2 separate regions of the Zea mays genome follow, and region 1 is linked to region 2. A link is a contact called in public Hi-C data. All regions are on one chromosome and are shown on one strand. Each heading gives the region's core, a stretch centred on a gene start, on an enhancer-like site or on the middle of the called end of the contact. The rest is flanking DNA. Distances are from core to core; before and after follow the strand shown.

Region 1 (7,124 bases), core at 380-2,879, 300 kb after region 2:
TCGCTTCTCCTCCTCCTCCTCGCGGTCGCAGTAGCGGGGGAAGGGCACGAAGCCGGGCGGGCGGTGAATCGCGGGGGGGGGGGGGGCTGGATCCACGTGCGGGCGGGCGGTGAATCGCGTGCGGGCTGGTGTGAGCGGGATTCGCGGCGTGGATGTTGAGGCGGGGGCAGTCTACTGCAGTATTTGCAGAAACCCCCTCCGGATCCAACGATCGTATTCAAACAACCCCTCAGCAGCCGTCTCCGGTCTCCCTTCCGTCATTGCGCGTCCCACCTCCCGTCCCCACAATTTCCGCTCCCCTCACGAGCATTTCCCCCGCCTACCCGTCGCCGACGGCCATGGCCCACCTCCAGCTCATGGCGCTCACCGGCGGCGCCGACGACGAGATGGAGGAGGTCGCGCTGCTGGGATCCTACGACGAGGAGGCCGGGGTGGGGCCGGAGGCGGAGGGGGACCGGGCGGAGGCCGGCATGCGGCGGGTGCAGGTGCGCGTAACCGGCATGACGTGCTCCGCGTGCACGGGAGCCGTCGTGGGGCGGAGGGGGGGGGGCGCTGGATCCGCGTGCGGGCGGGCGATCCACGGGGAGGGGCGCTGGATCCGCGTGCGGGCTGGCGTGAGCGGGATTCGCGGCGTGGATGTTGAGGCGGGAGCGGTCTACATTGTAGACTTAATAATTAGTAGAGATAGAGATAGAGAATAATTCATACTTTGAACCGCCACGCGCGTGCGTAGCGAATCGTCCAACCACAGCCTCCTAGGCTACTTCAACAAATTTTGCCGCTACGGTTGGCCCGCTAACCAAGCGCACGCCGCCCAAATTTTGCCGATACGAGGTTGCTCTTTGGGGGTAACGAAGGGATGGCTTTGGCCCTGTTTGTTTCGGCTTCTGGCAGCTTCTGGCCACCAAAAGCTGCTGCGGACTGCCAAACGCTCAGCTTTTCAGCCAGCTTCTATAAAATTTGTTGGGGCAAAAACCATTTAAAATCAACATAAACACATAATCGGTTGAGTCATTGTAATAGTAGGAATCCGTCACTTTCTAGATCCTGAGCTCTATGAACAACTTTATCTTCCTCCACACGTAATCGTAATGATACTCAGATTTTCTCCACAGTCAGATTCTCCCCACAGCTAGATTTTCAGAAAAGCTGGTCAGAAAAAAGCTGAACCAAACAGCCCCTTTGTCTCTGCCTCCGTCGTCACGTGACCTCACAAGCTACCAGATTTGACATCTTGGACCACGCATGCGGCTACGGGGAATAGAGCGCGCCGTAAACGCTGACAAGAGCAAGCGAGGGAGGCCGGGAAAAAGAGAGGAAGGAGGGCATGGCACAAGCAGAGCATCTGATGCCTGGTGGTAGTGGTGTTCTCGACGGGTGTTCCATTTGAGCTTGACCGCAGGTTTTACTCGAGGGAGAACCGTAGAATCTTTTCTCTTTTTTTTGACAGGGACCTGGTTTACATTACAACGGGCATCACGGTTCCTGCTACAACGAAAAACTAGTAGCGGCACTGGACCAGCATCTGGCCCACTTGGTTTAGCATAAACAGATTAAGCAGGCCCGTTAGCCCACCTATATGAAGCGAAAGCCGACAGTGATGTCTCTGCCTGCTGCGGGCCCGTGGCTCCCCCCCGGCCTCCGAGAGTCTCCCGCGGCCCGTGCACTTCACCTGGGCAGTCCGCCACCGCTGGGCCGTTCTAGTCCCGCCCAGGCGCTCACTTCACTACTCGCTCACTCAGTACCCACCACACCAGAGCCGCCGCGAAAGGTCCCATCTCGCCTCCCCACCGGCCATGTGCATGTGCTCATGGTGCTACGTCTACGTGCTGCACCGGCGACATTGCCCCCCGAGATCCAAGCGCCCGCCAATTCTATATATACAAAGCGGCCACTTCTCAGCCTGTCCACGTAAGCAAAAATAAAATACACCGTAGGATTTGGTTTTGACGGCTGATCGAATTCGAAGGGACAAAAAGACAGTTTCCTGAACCTTCCTACAATGCACAGGTTTTCTCTCCCTCTCCACAACACCGCCGACGCAACCGTCACCGCCCGGCCTCTGCATCCTCCCTCTCCTCATCACAGCAGATGTCATCGCAAGCCCCACTATCCCAATCTAGATCCTCGGCCATAAGCAGCAGCACCACTCCAAACCTAGCCGAGCTCGCAGCGGAAGGGGGAGGCTCACTATTTTGCCATGGCGCTGGTCGCGCACCTCCAGGGCTTGCTGCCCCTGCGCCGAGGGAGAGGGGAGAGCTCGCCGGTTCCGGTGATGGCTATGTCTTCGCCGTCCAACATGACGCCGGCATCACGCTCCTCGACGCCTGCAACACCATCGTCGCACGCCTCCACCGCCTCCTTGCGTGCCTCGCGGTCGACCTCCTTTTTTCCTCCTAACGTCTGGGCGAGCTCCCGTCGCCTGAGGCCACTCGCGCCCGCGACGACAACCCCCGGCACAACGCTGCTGGTGCGCGAAACTGCCTGCAAACTTGATAGAACTTCATAGATCTGGCAAAACTTTCATTTGAGTGTACGTCTCCACTGACCACTGCATGCCTCCATTGTTACCCTCGTGGTGCAACACTGAATTGAACTGAACATGTGCGCAAAGCTGTAAAGGTCGATTGCAAAGTTGACCTCCAATACCCTCCAGCTATGAAGGCAAAGCGAGCGCACTGTCCGTAGTGTGCTCGAGCAGGAATGTTTCTTCTCTCGTGCTTCACTTCCAGTCCAACCTTGTCTGCCCTCAGTGATCTCAGTGATATGTGTGTTGTATTCTACAAGCTTAATGCATCTGAGGAAATACAAGACAAACAAAAGCAGCTCTTGATTTGGGAGCAGGGATGTGGCATGCCAAGAACCCAAGCCCAAGCAGAGGTGCTGCTCCATGCAGATCCACTTTCTCCTTTGCCTTTCCTTAAGAGGCTCCAATTGCTTGCTTTGTTGCAAGAAAACGAAGTAGGAAAGGTTATTTTCTATGTAGACTTCTTTTTCTTGAGTTCTGAAGTAGAGACTAATTGATGATCATGCCTTCTGCTGTACCACTGTAACCCATTGCTATAAAGTCAGATTAGTAAGGCTTGACCAAAGATTAGTAAGGCTAGACCAAAAATGTGAAAGATCGTAGCTTGCTATATTAGCAGTTTAGCACTTACATCACTAAATGTTTACCAGTTATATTTCGATTATTCTACGCGCGCGTAGCGCGCGCCAGTTACTAGTTACTACTATACAAACCGTGACGCAAACGAGCTACGCTGTTTGTCCACGTCACCGTTTTTATTCTCAGCCACCGGATCCTATACCAACGGCTATCAAACGCACTTCGCATACAGCATACAAGATAGCCTCTCCTTGACTAGCCATTTCCCGAAGCATCCGTTGGCAGTTCCCAAGGTCGCGTTGCTAGAAATCTGCTCCCTTGCTCTCACAACGCGTCATCGCCAACACCGAGGCTTCCGTGATTCCTCGGCACCAACGCTGCGGCCTCCGCAATTCCCTGCAGCAGGCACCATGGAGGAGGCGGCGTCTAAAGTGGAGGCAGAGAAGCTGGAGCCTGGAGGAGCAGCGCCCAGGGGTCCCTCGCGAAGGCAGCGGCGTCCTCCCAGGCGGTGAGGCCGAGCGCCAGGCGTCGTCGGCCATGCGGTCGAGTGCAGAGCGGTTGCGGGACGCGAGGTCGGGGAGGGACACACGGTCGTAGCGGTGCCAGAAGGGGCAGACCGGGAACAGGGCCGAGGAGGAGGAGGTGGCGGAAGCGGACCCAGGCGGGGGCAGGTGGTCGGCGGAGGACGGAGAGGAGAAGGCGGCGACGGCAGGGTCGTCCGCGAGGTCGGTGGCCGCCAGGTCCAGCACGCGGCGGAACTTGAGGGAGATGAGGAGGAGGTAGGCCGCCGCGGCTAGCACCTACAGATACAAAATTATTGACACAAAATTGGTCAAGTTTAATTAAAGCATAATTAAATTGTCATTATATGGTAGAGCAAGGGCGTGCTTGAAAGCCCAGTACCCTGTCAGAAACGAATATAAGTAGCAGGTTTTGATTACATATATTAATATATTATCAGAGTGTTACAGTATATGTAACAAGTAGAAAAAAGATGTACACTGATTATGTATATAGCTGACTTTCCTAAATGATATCATGGAGAATATTTGGAAAATAAGCATTTTTATATATTCTATATAATACAATTTTGTACACATATATAGGGAGCAAAGGAGCAACGCCAACGTGTCCACGTATCTCCAAATGTTGTCCGCCGTTCGATTCAAGATATACGACCAGCAGAGGTTCTAGCCAATGCAAATTCTTATATAATAGAGCGGGGAGCAAAGGAGCAACACCAGCGTGTCCACGTATCACCAAATGTTGTCCGCCGTTCGATTTAAGATATACGACCAGCAGAGGCTCTGGCCAAACCAGAAGGGAGGTTACAGTGGAGATCGCTGGAGACTTCCAGCTACGGCGGCCAATAAGGCAGAAAGGTGGGGGTACAGTCACGAAGAGGTGTCCTCCTCGCCCCCAATCTCCGTTGAGTGCGCACGCTGTTGTGAGGGGGAAAAGAGAGAGAGTCGTCATCATCGTCGTCTCCCTCAGTGAGCGCGCCATCAGTCGACTACTTCTGCATGGTGCGCCATCGACTCCCACGAGTCCTACGTCAAGTTGTCCGTCTGGTCTCCTTGTCGGGGCAGCCAATCCTCATCGTCACGCCGATTCACTGAGGTATGAATACCTTTCTACCTGTGTCCCTCGCCGTTACGATTTCATCTAGCCTCTTGCTTCCCCCACCACAATCCCACTCCAATTCATCGACGTGCAGATGCGGGATTCTTCGAAATGTATGTCCTTCGTACTAGGGTAGCAATATAAGTTACCTGAATATTTGTTTCAATGCCAACCATTGTGAAACAGACTCCATCTAGAGCACTACATGTTTTCCTTCATACCCATTTATTTATGCATATAGATACACAGACAACATGTTCAATGTAAAAAAAAGAAAAAGAAACTTCATCCGCTAGCCATTTGTTTCGATGCCAACCTACCAATTTAGGGACTGTGCATACCTCTGTAACTGTATGCGTCTTTCGGCAGTTCCTTTGGAGAAGAACAATTCTAATCATTATATTGCTTCGTAATGAAAATAATTCTCCAATGTATCTTCACCATCCATGTTACAAATGCCACCAAGTTAGCTCAGAAAGCATCTAACATTCATAGCACAAGGTATATATTAGGTTGATTTATATTGTGAAATAAGATCCTCCATCCAAAGCAGCTCGTGATGTTCATTCATACCATTTATGTACACAGATACACACACACCATGTTCAGTGCCAAAAATAAAAAAGATTCATTATCTACAATTGTTCATGTTCCTCCATCATTAATATTTACGTATACACACAACATTACTTTTGAAATTATTGACAAACCAAAATTCTTCCTTGCTATTTTTGCAGTCACTAACTGCTTCGAATCTTCATGAATCTAATTGCATAGTCTGCAGTTTCTATCCGGAGAAAACAGGTATGCTTTACATGCCATTTATTTTTCGTTATTTACATCCCCCTCAACCTATACGGCACAATCCTGAAATCTTCCTCACTGATTTGCCATTCACCAATAGCTTGAAATCTTCAGAAGTTAAAAATACATAGACTGGTGCTTCTATCAGAAAACCAGGTACGCATTATTAGTTCTTCTTCATATTCTCCTCCAAATTATACAGTTTCTGATTTTCCCTTTTTCCAACATTATCCTAATCTGTAAAAAAGGGGTAATAATCCACCACTCACACCGTGTACATGTCCACCTATGCTTATGCATAAATAATTTCATATGCACATAGCCATTCGTATAAATGCAACGTATTGCAAACATATACTCCACGTAAACAATACATAAAAAATATATACAGTCGATAAAAATAATATACATTGGTAAATGAATAGATGCATATATAGATACGTACTTAGAATAAGTATATATATGGCACAAACCAGAATTCTTCCTCACCATTTTGCCATTCAGCTACAGGTTCAAATCTTCAGGAGTCAGAATACATAGACTGCATCTTCTAACAGAGAATCAGGTACACTTTCTCAGTTCTTCTTCATGTTCTCCACCAAAATATACAATTTCTATTTTTTCCTTTTTTTCAAACATGATGCTTAGCTGTAAAAAAAGGGTAACAATCCATCACTCACACTATGTACATGTCCACTTATGCTTATGCGTAAACAATTTTATATGCGCATAGCCATTTATCTAAATTCAAAGTATTGCAGACATATACTCCATGGAGACACTGAAGCTGGATCTCTCCCAAACGGCCCCTTACATTTTCTATGCCCCAAGGCTCCACACTTCTGTTCGAAATTTTTTCTCACCTATTGCTATTATTTGTGTACACATTATTTTGATGGTAAGTATGTATATCAGTATATGTATCCGATAACTGTATGAAACTAAGACTAAGTTTTATTTTGCAGAGGTAGACATGCTATTAGAGAATGCACCTGCTGACATGCAATGGTAATAAGGCATCACTCGACAAGGATTTTTAGCATCCGCACGAGTATTTCAGCGATGAACATGCTACTCAAGTAGTCAAGTCCATACAGCGACACATAGATAGAATTAATACGCCAAGTGGTTATGTCTATTATTATAATGTTTTTATTTTGTTATTATTATAATGTTTTTATTTTATTTATCTTTGTATGTTCATCAGCATAGCGAATCAGTAATTCAATATAGACTAATTGCTGTGTGTTTACAGATCATTCATCTCCTATACAGAAAGCCAGTAATGAAGTTGGATCAAGGTGCACCACTTAGTTCACCTTTTTTTACCACTTCTCATTCTTTATCTTGTGCATGTTGTCAATTTATAGATTTTTCCCAGAATTTGTTTACAACAATAGGTATGGTCAATTATCGTAACAGCTCTGCTAAATTTTCTTTTACCCTATATTTGGACATAAATGGATTCAATATAGCAAGTAATAATCGTAATCATGCCACGTGGATATTCTTATCACTTATATTACAGAATGTTTCCTACGCGCGCGCGAGGCGCGCACAAGTTACTCATGGTCATGGATGGCTGTGGCTC
Region 2 (6,978 bases), core at 3,986-6,485:
AGGGTCTAGCGCTCACAAGGACATTCACTGGTTGCATTGTGCTTTTAAGCACATAAGAAAATGTGTGCGTAGATAATGGTAGTAAAGTGCACGGCATCAGGTCAATGCTGCCAAGCCAAAAAAAATGTATGCAGAGATGTATAGTCCAACTCATTTTACCATTGCCCATGGTTTACCCAATTACTCATACTGGTCTGAAATTGGGTTTCAAGTTATGCAACATTTTTAGGTATTATAATTTTAAGAGAGAACTTATAACAACAGTCAAATATTTGTTGTGTAAGCTGCCAACGGGGCAAACTTTTCTTCTCATATTATACACCAAATTGTTCTATATAGCATTATTTCGATCTCTTCTTTATTCAGCAAAAAGAGAAGCTTTGGAATAGAACAGACAAGGCCAAGAATTCATTTTATCTGGTAAAAATCACCATATAACTAGCTTTTGATGAAGCAAATGATGATAACTACTTGGCAAGAACGAAACAAGACTGGTATCCGCCTAGGATCCGTCTTCAACAACAGAAAGTGTTGCTCTCGTATGAAGGAATCATCCTGTCTCCACAAGATATTCATAGTTCTATCACAAATTACCATCACCAATAGCTTAGTGGTTACGAATTATGGATCTTCCGGCGCCACAGACCAATGACATATTAATGCCCAATTTCACTTCAAGCGCTGTGGTAATATGGGATTTCATGCTTATTTTCTACTCTTCTTACTCCTGGTAGATCAGAGATAGATTATGACAAGCATGTTAAAGGGTGGAATCCAATGTAGTTCTGCTACATAAACTCTAGGTATATGTCCATTCAGGACCGACCTTTACCATTTAGCATACAGTGTATACCAAACTTGTCAAAGGACTATCCTAAGTCAATTCAGCGACTATAAGTATTTACAATTTTGAGAGATGTATGCAACACAAGCATAGAGGTCCTAGACAGGACAAGTAAAGTGGTTCGACGAGAACACACAATGGTTTTTCACACCAATATAGTGAAAAATTTCTCAGAATAACCTCTCGGTATACTTGCAACTTCGTGTTGCTAGGGGTTACATATCCTTTTATCTCAGAGTTTGCTTCATGTCGTCCAACGAATAAGGGAGCAATGTGCCAACATCTAGTTGAGCAATCTATGACTGAGATTTATAGTGTTTATTCATTTGGTAAGGTCTTTTGCTTACTAATAGAATCTCAACTTGTGATGTCTTTGATGCCAAAAAGGCTTTCATGCATTAATATTGATTTTCTTCAGGTTACTTCGGGTAAAACTTTATGCATGAGGAGAGAGCAGAGAATTAACTTATCTGTGTTTTATTGTATTTCAGTTTAATTTCCAAGATGTCCAAGCTATAAAGAGCTTGATATAGTTGTTATGGCCACTTGGCGATATATATAAATATATGATGTCACACAACACAATCAAATAAAATATAGAGCCAAATAAAATTGTTTATGAAGGTTGCGCTATGATGTGGCTTCAGGGGCTTGAACAACCCATCACAATCCACACGAGTACAAGCTCTAGCGTCTGATGTCAACGCGTGTGCAGCCATCAGGGCTACGACAACACATCCAGCCTTCATAATAAGCGCAACAGACACAACTGTGGCTTGGTAGTTGGGGTACACGATATGTACGCGCAACAGACACAACAAACGCAACAAGCGCAATTGTGACTCAATAGTTGCGACACACATGCAATGCCTTTAGGGCCCTCGAAAAATGTGTGACTCGACGATAGCGGTCCGACTCAACGGGAGCGATCCGATTAAGTGAGAGCGCGACATAGCAATCATATGACGCAGCCAAATTCGAACGGCACAAATATTGCGTCGTGTTGCCAGGGCGCAGCCAATATTCAGCTAATGCCATAACTCAGTCGATTACCAACGCAACCTGATCAGTGTGTCCGAGTACCCACTATACAATTTAATCACTCAGCATGAGTCTTAAGCTCAATGCAACATAAATATTTAGAGCGATTTGATTATGCACAATATAGCATTCATTTATTTTAATAAATTCTGTCAATTATCTATTACAAGAAATAAAGCAGAAAAACAATACTAGAATTAATGCATGGACATACCACATCAGATGTAAAAGGTATGTTTCCATTTTTAAACATGCATTTTTTCTACTATTTATTTGTTATGGAAAGTAATTGATTAATATATAAACTGAAATATAAAACAATCTTTATTCTCTCTTTTTTATGTCATCAACTGGTATACGGTGCCTCCTTTTCATTTAATCCACCTCTAGCCGCATGACCCTGCGCGCACGCGGTCAAAGCCCAAAAACGATGCCATTTTTTTCTCCGCTACAGCAACCAACTCAAACATGCAGTCGTGCGTTAGATTCGCTGCATGCGGGCATGCGATTTTTTTATATAGTGTTTATCCAGTCTCAACAGGGAACCGCCCATGCCATCCCAGAAAAAACGGATCCCCTTGCATGCAGCCATCAGCCTGCGACGACGGATCGCATGGGCAGAGGGCTTCAGATCAACGACCGGACGGCTAGCCTGGGCTTGCTCTCAGGCCATAGCCAACAGCTGGTGCCTGCCTCAGTAGGCACACACGTACAAATTTGACCCTGTCGCTAACAGCACGGTTGCCCCTGTGCCCCGGACTCCATGGGGCCTCTACCAAACCCGGCGGCGATGCTGCTGGCAATGTGCCATTGTCGACGCGAGCCACCAGGGCGCCGCGTGTGCCGCCGATGCTGCGTCAATCGGGTGAGTGGAAGGGAGGGCCTGCGGAGGCAGGGCCATGCCCGCGCCTAGTTTCTTTAGGAAACTTTTTTTCTTCTTCGCCGTAAAGGTTAGATTGTAAAGTGAATCACATATCCAATCTAAAAATTTACATACCGCTCGATTGCGTAGAGGCAGAATCGAAGACTGTCGCGTAGGACAGTTCGGCTAGACCGGGAGACCTGCCGGCTTGACGAAGAGTTGATGCAGATCTGATCCACAGCAACGTCGATGTAGAGCGTGCTGATAACGTATTGAGAACTACGTCACCACGGATCACCAGATCCGCTCTCTTCCCTCCCGTCAGCAGTAGAGGCGCGAGAAGCTGTAGAGAACCCGTCTCCCTTCCCACAAGCACGACAGAGTAACACATGAGACACATGATATAGGGTTGGACCTCTGGCCTCTTTCTCTTCTCTGTATTATGAGGGGGTGTATAGGTTCCTTATATAGAGAGGTGAGACCCCTCAGGGACAAAGCAAGTATTTGTGCACATAACCCTAACTAGGGTTACTTAACACAAAGGAGCCTAAAAACCATATCCGTCTATCATAAGTCATAACCGTTTTGCCACACCTGCTCGGAAGCCATAACTAGTGCTGCTAGCCTACAACGGCATCACGAAGGAAACAGCAGAACAGCCTCTCTACATCTACATGGTCACTCAAACTCATTAAAGTTGGCAAGCACTTGATATCTGCTGAAAGGGTACAAATCCAGTTACTATATGTAGCTGCGCAGCAACAAGCCACACATTCACTCTGTCACCGCCTCACGGTGCAGGGGAGGACACGTACTGCAAGAACTCCTTGTCGAGGAGGAGATGCGCCATGGTGTCTGGCGCGAGGCACACCTCCACGTCGATGCTACCGTCCCCAGCCTGTCCGGGGAACGAAGACATCTTGCCGTCGAATTTGTTCGCGCGGCCGCTCCGCACGGCGAGCGCGCGGCCCCACCCGAAGTCGTTCCCGTCGTACATCGGGAACCGAGGCGAGCTCCCCATCGTGAGGGCCGCCCCGTCGGGGTTGCCTAGCGGGAAGCAACGGGGCGCGGCCTCCCACTCCGCCGCGGCGCGCCGGATCGCGCCGTCCTTGTGCGACGCCACGGTGGCGTTCAGCCGGGCGGCCGCCCAGCCCAGGTCGTTGGACGCCAGCTCGGCTACGGTGGCCGTCGTCGCCACGCTCTGGATCGCGTTGCCGAAGTAGAGCGGGGAGATCGCCGGGCGCAGACGGTGCCGGCAGTTCACGGCCATGCGGAACGTCGTCGTCTTGTCGGCAGCCAGCAGCCGGCGCGCGCGCGTCACCGCCCTCCAGATGTGCGCGCACAGCGACTGAAACGACGAGATTTCACCGGAACGCCCTTCAAGTCTGGAGTCGTCGTGCGCGAGCTTGCCGTTAGCCTCGGCTTCCTGACCTGCTCTTTTCGAGCGGTTGGCCGTCGCCTTCAGCTCGCTGATTGCGGCAGCACTGAAGTGGAGGATCCGCTCGCGGAGCGGCGCGTCGGCGTCGAACGTCACGGCGGGGCTCGCGCCTCCGGGGAAGCGTAGGACGGCGGTGGAGTCGCCGAAGAAGTTGCGGCGGAAGTCGGGCTCCCGGACCGGCGCGCCGCGGCACAGCCCCGCCCACGTGTTGAAGAAGTGCCAGAAGGAGGTGCCGTCCACGACGGCGTGGTTGGCGACGAAGCCGACGAACACGGCGCCGTCGCCGAGCACGGTGAGCTGGAACGCCGTGAGCGGGCGGCCGTGGCCGCCGTAGCTCACCGTCCGGTCCATGGGGAACAGGCCGTTCGTCAAACGGGTCGGCACGTCGGCGCCGGGCACCAGGAAGTCGCCGAGCGACAGAGACGGCGCCACCGCGTGGTAGAACTCGACGGCGGCGTCGTCGCCGCCGCACCGTATCACGATGCTGTCGTCGTGGAGCGTGACGAGGCGGCCGGCGAGCGCGGGGAAGACGCCGAGCGCGCGGGAGAGCGCCGCCACGAGCGACGACACCAGCGAGGCCGCCAGCACGCCGGGAGGAGGCGGCGGGAAGAACAGCCCCTTCTGGATGTAGTGGCACGATAGCATCGGCATGTCCGACACCGAGAGCCTGAGGTCTCCACTGCCGACCGCCGCCGACGCGCCGGCGGGCCGGACCGTCTGCTTCGAGACGACAGAGATGGCCGGCGCCGGCGCGTCCTTGCAAAGCATTCTGTTCGGCGCGATGGCTGGGTACGCGGCGACGGCCGAGGCAGCCTCCACCAAGGCATCGGCGGATATCGGTGGGGCCATCATCGGATCGTGCTTATCTGGAATAATCGTAATTGAAGTGTGTGGTGATGTGTGGTGCTGCGGACCTTTATATAGGCAAGGCAAGGCATCCAGAGAGCTTGGATCCGTGCACATGCACTTGTTCATCTGCATCTCGCCTGTTCGCGTCGTATTCTTGGGCCCATTTGCATGGAGCTTCAGCTTGAGGCTACCGATGATGGAGTTGAAGCTCACTGCTCACCGGAGACCGAACCAAACACAAGTAGTGTCGAGGATCTGCACCTAGCCGAACCGGGTGTGGAACGGCTGTTGCACGCACGTGCTACACGACCGCCCCTCGTGCGGGCTGTCGCGTGGTCCACCGCGCCGCCACAAGGCGCCAGGGCTCGGGAAATATTAGTATCCCCGCGACGGTGCGGCGTTGCTGTCATGCTGTCACGGGGCTGGCCGTGGCCGTGGCCGTGCGGGACACGGGGAGAGCAAGCACGGAGCAGAAGCAGAGCACCGGACAGCCATCAGACAGCGCCACCCGCGGGGGCCAGCGCCCACGCGCGGCCGAGGTTCGCGGCAGCCGCGGCGGGTGGCAGCGCACATGGCACACGGCCCCGAGGCCCCAGGCTCCACCCGCGCGCGCGGCGTGGAAGCGGCGGAGCCACAGCTTTGCGTCGGAGACGGAGGGAGCTCGACGTCGGGTTTGGTGGCTCGTCCGCTCGTGGATGGTACGCTGTACAAGGCCACTAGGGTGCCGCACGCTGCTTGTAGTGACAGGGTGTCGGCCGGGCGCAAGTGAACGACGACGACGCACCCGCGAGGAAGCACCGTGTTTATGGGCTTACCGATCTGACACCTGCGCGCGTTGCTGTCCCATCGGGCCGTCCCTGGCTAACCTGGGCAAGTTGTAACCCAATTGTGATGAGCCCATAAACCAGGCCACAATTTTGAGGTATCCTGCGCCATGTTTTCTGGGGAAACTAGGCCTTGAGTGCCAGTGCCACCCACGGAACAAACTGTCCGAATATGAGGCCTGCTGTCATGAAGCCTAGGAAGTCAGTGTCACTACGCTTCTACGTAGCACAGCCATTGATGTTTTGCACCTCTGATGGCAATGGACCTGATTCCTGATTCTCCACAAGGAATTTATCTAGTAGGGAATAAGAATAGAAAAGTTTCTTACCTCCTGGCGAGGGTATAAACGGGAAAAAACTGTTCTCCGTAAACAGAGATGGGACGGGAAAAATTCTTCATCCTCGTTCTTCGCGTGATATATTAAATTTGTATGTGACCATGTTTTTATGTAATAGTTATTAATAAAATTAAATAATTATCTTATCAGAAGATTACTTATTGTACAGATGTGTTTATTTTAATGTACATATAATGATTTTTTATATTAAGTGATAATATTTTATATTAATAATAAATAATGTATATCATAATTATAATTTAAGAGAACAGAGATGGGAAAGAAACCTTCCCTGTAAGTGTTTGTGGGACCCCTGTGGGGAATTTTTTTTAGTCACATGGACAGAGATGGGTGGTATTCTCCGACGGGGAATTCTCTATTGCTATCTCTACTCTGTGGCCTGTCAGCCTCTCCCAAACATGGTAAATACTAGCATATAGCATGTGCTAACGCCGGAGATCTAAATAATATTGTTCACTGGATTTTAGTGAGAAAGGAAATGAGAAATATCCAACGATCTGAATCATTAGTTTTGATATTATGTTAAATCTAGATGCAATTTATTTGGTGGAATTTGTAGAGACAATGGATATGACGATGACTTTTGCAAAGTTTAAAATTAGTGAATTATAGGTGCGACAACGGCCAACAGGCCAGCCATGGCGCAGAGGCTGCCCTACCATGTTTACTGTACGTCTGTACCCCCGGCAACAAAGCTGCGAGACAGCCAACAGCACGCAGGTGGCCGGTGGCCCGATCCCTCACCTCCGTCGGTCCCCGGC

Evidence for each region. A called contact is a pair of places that touch in the nucleus more often than the background predicts.
Region 1: a Hi-C map of ear shows a contact between it and region 2, with 2.3 times the contacts expected there. The contact joins the enhancer-like site here to the promoter of LOC100501498 in region 2. A contact is called at or near these places in 3 of 25 Hi-C or Micro-C datasets (ear, leaf and tassel).

What each region holds. Positions count from the first base shown.
Region 1 is chr8:98,852,547-98,859,670 of Zm-B73-REFERENCE-NAM-5.0, forward strand. No RefSeq gene overlaps it. Among protein-coding and RNA genes, the nearest start is that of LOC103637126, 55 kb to the left of the region's middle. Within about 2 kb of position 1,630, at least 20 of the 20 cell types and tissues checked have an H3K27ac peak or open chromatin away from gene starts, as enhancers often do. A contact at or near this core is called in ear, leaf and tassel, where this site is marked.
Region 2 is chr8:98,550,106-98,557,083 of Zm-B73-REFERENCE-NAM-5.0, forward strand. LOC100501498 reads right to left here and starts at 5,236. Exons shown (of 1, transcript NM_001322947.1): 1 at 3,439-5,236. The coding sequence starts at 5,166. The coding sequence ends at 3,538.